Regions from separate parts of the Mus musculus genome. Here region 1 is linked to region 2. A link is a contact called in public promoter capture Hi-C data. All regions are on one chromosome and are shown on one strand. Each heading gives the region's core, a stretch centred on a gene start, on an enhancer-like site or on the middle of the called end of the contact. The rest is flanking DNA. Distances are from core to core; before and after follow the strand shown.

Region 1 (4,286 bases), core at 1,212-3,711, 2.0 Mb before region 2:
TATTTATTAGTGGTGGTTTCTGCATTTTAAATTGAGTGATGTGTTTCTGTGTGGTAAAACTCACATAAGTGTTAGTAAATAAGGTTGACAGTTTCATCCTTTCTAAACAAGACATGGATGAATGGATTCATATGGACAGATTCTTTCTTATTAATATTTGTTCATTCTATGGAGAGTATAGAAAGGAACACCACATGAGTTTTAGACTTTCTATAGAAAAAGAGGCATAAGGCATAATAATTCTGTATTTATGCTAGAGAATCTAAGGAATGGAATAACATCATGACAATCTTAGTGTTGGAGGGTATTATATACATATTATGCACAATATCATCAGCTATTACAACAGTATTTGAAAACATCGGTCCTATGAAAGCCCTAAATTAAAGTTTCATTAAGCACACAAATTGACTGAAAGGGACACTGTTCAAAATGTATTGGATTGATTAGTTTCTGTGTCATAAAAGCGCTCTATCGAATAATTAAATTAAAAAAAAAACCTGAAGAAATCCACTACGAGTACAATATTCTCATTTGTGTGACACAGAAAGCTAACCAATAGAGCTGTTGGTCACAATCCTAAACCAGAGGTGGTGGTGATGGCTATTAATAGTAAGTATGGATCCTGATGTAGCTCCGAATTGTAGTGGAATGCCCAGGACTGCATGCAGCGCAGTTGGATGGTGTCAGGCACCGCACTGTTGGCGCCACAGCTCTCTCACACTTACTTTCTCATAATACTTGATTTCATATTCCGTGATGACTCCATTGGGATGCTCCGGCTCCTGCCAGGAAAGCTGCACACTCCGCTGCAGTACTCGCTCCTTCATGACTCCACTCACTTGCGAGGGAGCTGTTTGGACAAGATGTGTCAATAAACAATGAGAGAATTCACCGGGTGCCTCAAATCATATGTCACAACTGATCAGTCCCATGCCGTGCCAGTTTCATTAAGGTAAAAGAAAGCACCTTTTCATAGCTCACAATTCAAAAGCTAATGAATATTCAAACAGGACCTTATTACTGTTCATAAACCTTAATAGAAATTTAAATGAAAGTGCAAACAGCAGAAGATAGCATTGTTCAAGTTGCTGGAAAACGAAAATCATGGGGCCGAGGATGACAATTAAGCAAATGAATGCTAATTAAGGCTAGAAAATATGATTTCAGATTAATCTCCAGTGATAAACCGAGTCCAAATATTTATTTTACACAAAACAAAAATACACGTTTCAAACGAAATAAAAAAAATCAGAATACTGTAGAGAAATAAAAGTTCATGAAGCAGCGTCTTCACTTAAAGGGTACACACTTTAAAATGTTTTTATGTTTCATTTGTGTATGCGGATGTACATATATATTCCAGTCTGAATGAACAGCAACTAACTTTGGTGAGAAGTTTTACACTTCATTAGGTGAACATGCTACAGTATGTGCAAATTCTCCCATGTCAAGCTGGGCATGGGATGCCGTCGGCTTTACACCCTGACATACGTAATGCACCTCTGTAACCCTGACTCGTGAGCCTCTATGGAGGCAGTTCAAAGCTAAAGTGTTGCTTTCTCTCCCTTTGCTGATAATAGTATGCGCTGAGTTCCTTCGTTCTAATTAGAGGCATATCCTCTTTCTGGTAGCCAAGGCTTTGGAATTCAGTAAGCTAATTTGCTCTGTCCAATTTGCTCCGTGATGATTTACTACTCGTCCCCTCTGCCTAAGTGAGTAGCTGCGCCGACTTGGCTGATTTTCAGTGGGGTCATTATGTTTCATGGATCATGCTCTATCTCATTCTGTAAAATATTTTCAAGGCTGTTAATTTAATTTTCAGATGTCCGAAATTGTTAATAATCCTGCTGACAGAAAAGCAATTATACGGGACCAAAGCCATTTAAGCAAATTTCTGATGTTTATCCCTGTGGCTTTTTGTTTCTTCTACTTCATAATACTTTCTTGCATCAATGTCTGGAAAACACATTTTGCACATATTCTATCATATTCTATGTTTTGCGGTTTTGAAGGAAGGGCAAGGAAGATTCATGACTGCCATTTTTGCCCACATTAATAAAAAAAATAACTAGGCAGATTAAGTGGAATGTCTTTTGCTTGAAGAAAATTCAGGTGAGGCTTTCTGTAGACTGTATTTACAGGTAAATGCATATCTGGTACATTTGCAGTGAAACAAATTTGCAATGAGAAACCCATTTTCAACAACATTTATCCCTTTGCAGTAGTTATGAAAACCTATCTCTACACTGAGGGAGACCAGGCTTAGAGCAGCTCACAAAGTGAGATGTGTGAGTGGCCTCCATGGCCTCAGGAAGCGTAAACACCAACCAACAAGAAGGTCCTGCTGCATTTGGCGTTTCAAAAGTCTCATTTGCTCTGAAACCTAGAACACAGCCCAGGTGGAAATACTGCAAAGAGCTGCACATGCTCACCCACACACTGCTGTGTGATCACTGCATATAATTTAGTTGGGCTACGTGAAATCAAGTTGGGAAGGAATGGGTGATGTTGTTTAACACATTTAAGACTACCGTCTACTTTCAAATAGCATGCATCACACACTGTAGTTTTCAGTGACTGCTTAAACTCTTCTTAGTTGCCTTCTCAAAACTGAAAGACACAGGAAGCCTTGGATTCTCAGTGCTCTGGAGAAAATGCGGGCTATAAATACACCTTGCTTAGTTACTGCCACGTGGAGCAAGCTCTACTGTAAAAGAAGACTTGAGTTTTGAAAGTTACACTAAAATTACACTCGCTATTTGAAACTGTAAAAGAACTTTTACAGATATAATTATGATAATTGAGGATATGGGAGAAAGGGTGCCAAAAACCCTTTGAAATGTGTAATATTTTGAAATTCACCCTATTGCACTAATGGTTCACCATGCCACAACAGATGTCTCTGCTTTTGCACAGGAAACCACGCCCACAAGGGGACACACTGATCTTTTCGTACACCTATTTGACTTTAAAACCTCTGCTGACAGTATATTCAGGCACGTGCTTTCAGAGGGCATAGACAGAAGTGTTAGCAACTGACACTTGAGAATAGTGAGTCATGCAAAAGAAAACCCTTCAAATACAAGGTTTTGGTTCAGAAAAACTGATAATATTTTCCCCAAGTTCTACTATTTTAGGTATAGAAGACAGGCGCCACCAAAGTATACCATCTATAAACACAGATAACTCTGAACTAGTCAGATTCTAAGAAGGTCAGTTTACAAAGTAATTGATATAAGAGAGTCATAGGTGAGCTGATGCTAAAACACAATGCACCGTGTGGTTACCTTGTCATATCTAATCTACTTTCTGAAACACAGTATATCTACTCACGTCAAATGCTCAGTTAATTATAACCCATGGTTCATTTCTGAAAATGAAATCTAAAATGAAATTACATAACATTTAACAACCAATTGCATGGTATGACACTAATTTATAATGTCCATACTTATTAAAATGAAATCAATATATAATTCAATTGGAACTGATGTGAAACTAATAAGCAGTAAGCAATAATGTGAACTTGGAAATATTTGTTAGGAAGTATTAATATGGCAAAGCTATCTAACAATCTTTAGCAGAGTTTGTATGGAATGATTCACGGATACATTTCCCACCTCCATGTATGGAAATATTCAAATTTGACGCTTTGAACTAGGGAGAGGGATGCAATTTTCTTGGTTTTCAAAAATTCTTCTGAAGCATAAGGAGAGATATAAAATACACCATGCAATACCAAGCCATGTAGTAGACTGTTACCTGTATTTGGAATCTATACTAAATGATAATTAACATATGACCTGAGGAAATCAAGGCACAATTTCCATAGATAAATAGTAAATCTCAATAGCACGATAACAAAGTTGGTGATTTTTATGAATCCAGAAATTCAAAGTAAAATAAAGCAAAAAAGTATGTTTTGATTTGGTAAGATCAAGTTTTAGATTTATAATCTCTAACCAGGATGGATTACTGACATATAAAGCTAAACCAAGAGTTACTTTGTACAGTTTGATATCTATACAGCCAAATATCATCTTTTATCTTAACTTCTGATTCAATTTCAAAGTCACATTTAGATTACAGAACAAGGCCTTCATTTTTGTCTTGCAAAAATGTTAAGCATGCCTATTTGTATGTGTGTGTATGTGCATGTATGAAGGCTTGCATGCACATGCATGGTTAGAGAAATTTTTCTCCATGTAGTAGAGAAAAAAATAACTTGAAAACACAGTAGGAGTTATGGTGACACCGCACGGGACACTGAAGCTGAAAGAAAA
Region 2 (4,287 bases), core at 1,785-4,284:
TGTCTCAGCATGAGAAGGGTGGGGCCGCAGCACTTACTTGAAGCTTCAGTGTTTGATCTTCTCTCACACAGTAATAATGTAAAACAAGGAGACATAATGCAAGTAAAATAAAAGCAAAAATGAGCCAGCTTATATTCCTCAGTTTCATTCAATTTGTTTTGGGCATGTTCAAACAAATGTAGTTTAATATTTTTTCTTGTTTCAAGGAAAGACTGCTTGCTCTTTCCATATTTAGCATACACATTTTTTTTTCTTTCAAAATGGACACCAGAAATAGGAAAAAGAAAAAGGGGAGAAAAAAAAAAAACCTGTGTGGACTACATCCACAGCAGAGTCATTTTAGATTTTTCTGTGATTTCAAGATTGGCTATCAAGAACTAAATTAGAATACATAAAGGGATTTAAGTAGTTCCTATTAAGACATCTCAATTTTTTGTGAATATCAAAAGTTGTCTTTGATAAATTGATACATAAATTCCAAAAATACTCATATATAAGTATATATATTGTTTACAACATGAGTATTTATACACACACACACACACACATATATATATATATATATATGTATATATATATGAGTATTTTTATATATGAGTATATGTGATTTTACAAGGGAATAGGGTAATATAATGTATGGGTATTTGCAAAACCATGTTTCTATTATCAGATAAAATATTAACAGCACCTAAGAAATTATAATAGAATAAATACATGTTATATTTAGTCACTTACAATTAATAAGGTCTTTCACTCTTTCATTTTACTATGATTAGAAAACTTGGCTTCCACACACAGTGCATAAACACACATGCAAGCAAAACTATGCACATAAAAAATTTTTCAATTATGTTAAAAATATTTAAGCCAGTCTTTATTAATGGAGGAGTGGACACATAGGAAAGTTTAAATACAGCAGAACACTTACACTCAGTGCATTTTTTTGTGGCTATTATGAGGTTTTATACTGAAGAGAGTCCAAAGTAACTGTTCAAACAAGCAGAGAGTAAAGGGTGCAAAGCCCAGTAAGATGCTAAAACAAATTATGCAAAAAATGTAGGTGGCCAAAGAAAACAGAAAAATGTAAACACATTTAGTACTACATTCCTTCCAAAAATTAATCAATGTATACCCTTATAGTACTAAAACTGGAAAATTTAAATAAATGTAACTATACATGAAAATATTTGTATTATTTAAAACTAAAGCTAAGATAGAACAATAACCATTTAGTAACTTTTTTTTTACTTTTCTTACTAAAATGATTAAATTATAGTATAAGAATTTTTATATTAACTCTGTTAAGGCTTATTCACATAAGATAATTAAATAACTTTTGATTTTGAATTGAAATTTGTATGTGTTTCCTAGCGATAGCCTTGTTTTTCAGAAATCAATTTACCATCCCCTTAAAGCTCATAGTAACATTTGCATTTGAAAGACTAAGCTGATTTCATATGATTTTAACATTTGTATGAATTAGAATGGTTATTTTAAAACATATTAAAGAAAAATAATGTTATTTTTACTATTTTTACTACATAATTCTTTTTTCCTTAATGCTGTGATAAAGATATTTAAATCTAGTTAGAATATTCTTTTAAAATTGCATTTATTATCTACTATTACAAAGACAACTTTTCTTGCTCATAATTTGACAGACGTATTATTACAAGCTAATAGCATAAGAGACATATTTAACATTTACTTAGTTATTTAAATTTGCAAAATTGCCATAAAACATATTATTAAATTTTTGCCATTTAAAAATGATAATATTTAACTTGAAAAAAATATTAAAACTGGAGTAAAATTTACATCTGTGAAGATATAATTGAATAGTAGTGGTCTTCTGAGTTTGAAATCAGGAAAATGTGGTTACAATATCCAATATAGAAAATCTAGTCTGAGATTAATTTTTGAAAACCTTCTGAAGCATATTATTAAGAGAAACCAGAGAATACATCTATAATTGAACTATAAGTAACAATTAGAAATGAATAAAGCATACTATCATAAAACTCAAATCTGATTCGAAGATGAGTGCTGTACAGGGAAAATCAGACAGGTTTCAGGAATTGAGAAGAGTCGTAAGGGTTGAGATTTCAACAGACAATATAGCCTTTGCCTTATATTGATGACTGCACTGCCTGTGTTGCTACGGGTGGTAAGAGCAATAATGAAATGAGCAAGATTCATTTTAACATTTAAAATTAAGATTACAGTTTTTTTCTTGAGGAAAAACTTTACTGCCATTTAAGATGAACATTTTGTGCATCATCCATCTTTGCCTCACTAGAAAGTAATCTGAGTTTTGGATATGGTTACTAAGGTGAAAGAATTATGCAGCTTCGTCATTTTACGTTTACTTCCTCTAACTTTTTTTTTTTTATTTTACCTTTGTTCTTGATTTAGATACAGGTTAACAATGACAACAACAAAATCATTAACATCTTGAAATGTTGTAATTAGAACCAATTATAACTTCATTGACCGGTCGAGGCTCACTGGCACAGCTCACCCAGTTAAAAACATTCATTTTGTTTTATACTTATCTTTGATTGGAGGTGCTTATTATTCAGCACATGTGCATGAACTATTCAATTAACCATCTTTCTTAAGACAGCGGGAGCTTAGTCGATTCCTCTCTTTCAGGTCTAGTTTATGTAATTATTTTTAGAACACAGCTGTACTTCAAAACGAAGAATTTAATTTGTCAAACTACTAGTTTCTTAACTATGATCTAAAGTGGGTTCTGTGTCAGTAAAGACATTAAAAAATGTATATTTTTGCGTCCTTTGCTCACCGTGAAATCATATAGATGACAATCCTGGCCCTGGAGAGGAAAGTGTTTTCAGATCAGTTCAGTTCTTGACATAAACAACTCAATCTCAATGTAACTTCCAATAGTTAACAAAGGATCCTCTTTGAGCTTTGGTTAGAAATGTGATACAGTAACCTAGAATTACCTTACATCAAAGTCTAGGGACTTCCAGTGGCAAACTGTTCATTGCTTGGAAGGTTGTCTACTCCCATCTAGTGGTTATATTATTACACATTCTTTCAAAAAGCGAACCCTGTGAATGGTTTGTCTGTATGAAGGCAAATACAACTGCTGTTTTATTGCCAGAATTAAATAATTAATGCAGTTAACAACATCTGCATAGATTAAGTAATTCAGGCTCATGGGTTTTGTTGATAGCAGTAATTTTAGAAAGTAGCATAAAATGGTTTTAGTCTGATTTATGGAGCGTAGCCCATGCTGCCAGAGCCACATGGAGCTCATTGACGGAAAAACTCCCAGGATCACTCCAGAGAATTGCCACAGTTCTACAGTCAACAATTTCTTATGAATATTTTATAAAAATGTCTATGTATAAAGCGGAAAAAGTTCAAGCGACGAAGTTCTGTGTGTACAGTCATAAAATAGATGACTGATCTTAGGAAATACTCACAGAAAATTACGATTATCAGTATTCAATATAAGATGCACTTAACACTTATATAATATGATCTGTTTTTTTTTCTTTCATCAAAATGAAGACTAGAAAACATTTGTTATACTGGTGATATCTGCTCTACAAAAACTAAAATAGAATATGAACCGAAGAATAATATTGCACTCTTCATTTTAATCAATGTAAGATTAAACAAGAGTGCTTGTGCTCAGGGGTGTGTGTGTGTGAGTGTGTGTGTGTGTGTGTGTGTGTGTGTGTGAGAAAGAGAGAGAGAGAGAGAGAGAGAGCTCATGCTAACACAGCAAAATATTTTGTAGATGTAGTATATTCTAACATATTGGGTTCAGTAGCTTTCAGCTCCCTGAAATTTTAAGACACCCAAAGACAAAAAAAAAAAAAAAAAGAAAGAAAGAAACAATGCTGGCACGTAAACGTGGCTTAGGGGATTTTCTGGAATGGGGAAATACTCCATTTTCAATTGAACAGACCGGATAAATTTCTACAGGGTTTCTGAAGTTTCTATTCAGTAGCTACACTCTCCATGATCAATGCGCATACAGAGGCAATGACTGTGTATACTGTGGCCTCACTAATGCAGAACAGATCTTGTCCTATTAAACATATTAAACGACTTTATACAAATGCATGTTTGATCTTTGCAAAAAAAGTATCATGGAGGGAGACAAAGCAAAACCAAAAATAATAAATGAATAAATAAATAAATAAATAAATAAATAAATAGAGATAGTGCATGATAAGAAAGCTCAATGATCAGGAGTTGGTTCAGCAATTTAAAGGTTTTATTCTGAGGTTTCACAAAGTAAAGATG

Evidence for each region. Promoter capture Hi-C pulls out the DNA fragments that hold promoters and counts their contacts.
Region 1: a contact with region 2 is called in a promoter capture Hi-C map of hippocampal neurons, with 5 times the contacts expected there. The contact joins two enhancer-like sites. A contact is called at or near these places in 1 of 39 promoter capture datasets (hippocampal neurons) and 1 of 115 datasets of contacts at active chromatin or transcription factors (astrocytes).

The regions. Positions count from the first base shown.
Region 1 is chr4:28,932,271-28,936,556 of GRCm38.p6, reverse strand. It overlaps Epha7 (Eph receptor A7), which reads right to left. Exons shown (of 17, transcript NM_010141.4): 6 at 729-853. Among named protein-coding and RNA genes, the nearest start is that of Epha7, 120 kb to the right of the region's middle. Within about 2 kb of position 2,461, at least 19 of the 459 cell types and tissues checked have an H3K27ac peak or open chromatin away from gene starts, as enhancers often do. A contact at or near this core is called in hippocampal neurons, where this site is marked.
Region 2 is chr4:26,929,033-26,933,319 of GRCm38.p6, reverse strand. No RefSeq gene overlaps it. Among named protein-coding and RNA genes, the nearest start is that of Gm42264, 100 kb to the right of the region's middle. Within about 2 kb of position 3,034, at least 5 of the 459 cell types and tissues checked have an H3K27ac peak or open chromatin away from gene starts, as enhancers often do. A contact at or near this core is called in hippocampal neurons, where this site is marked.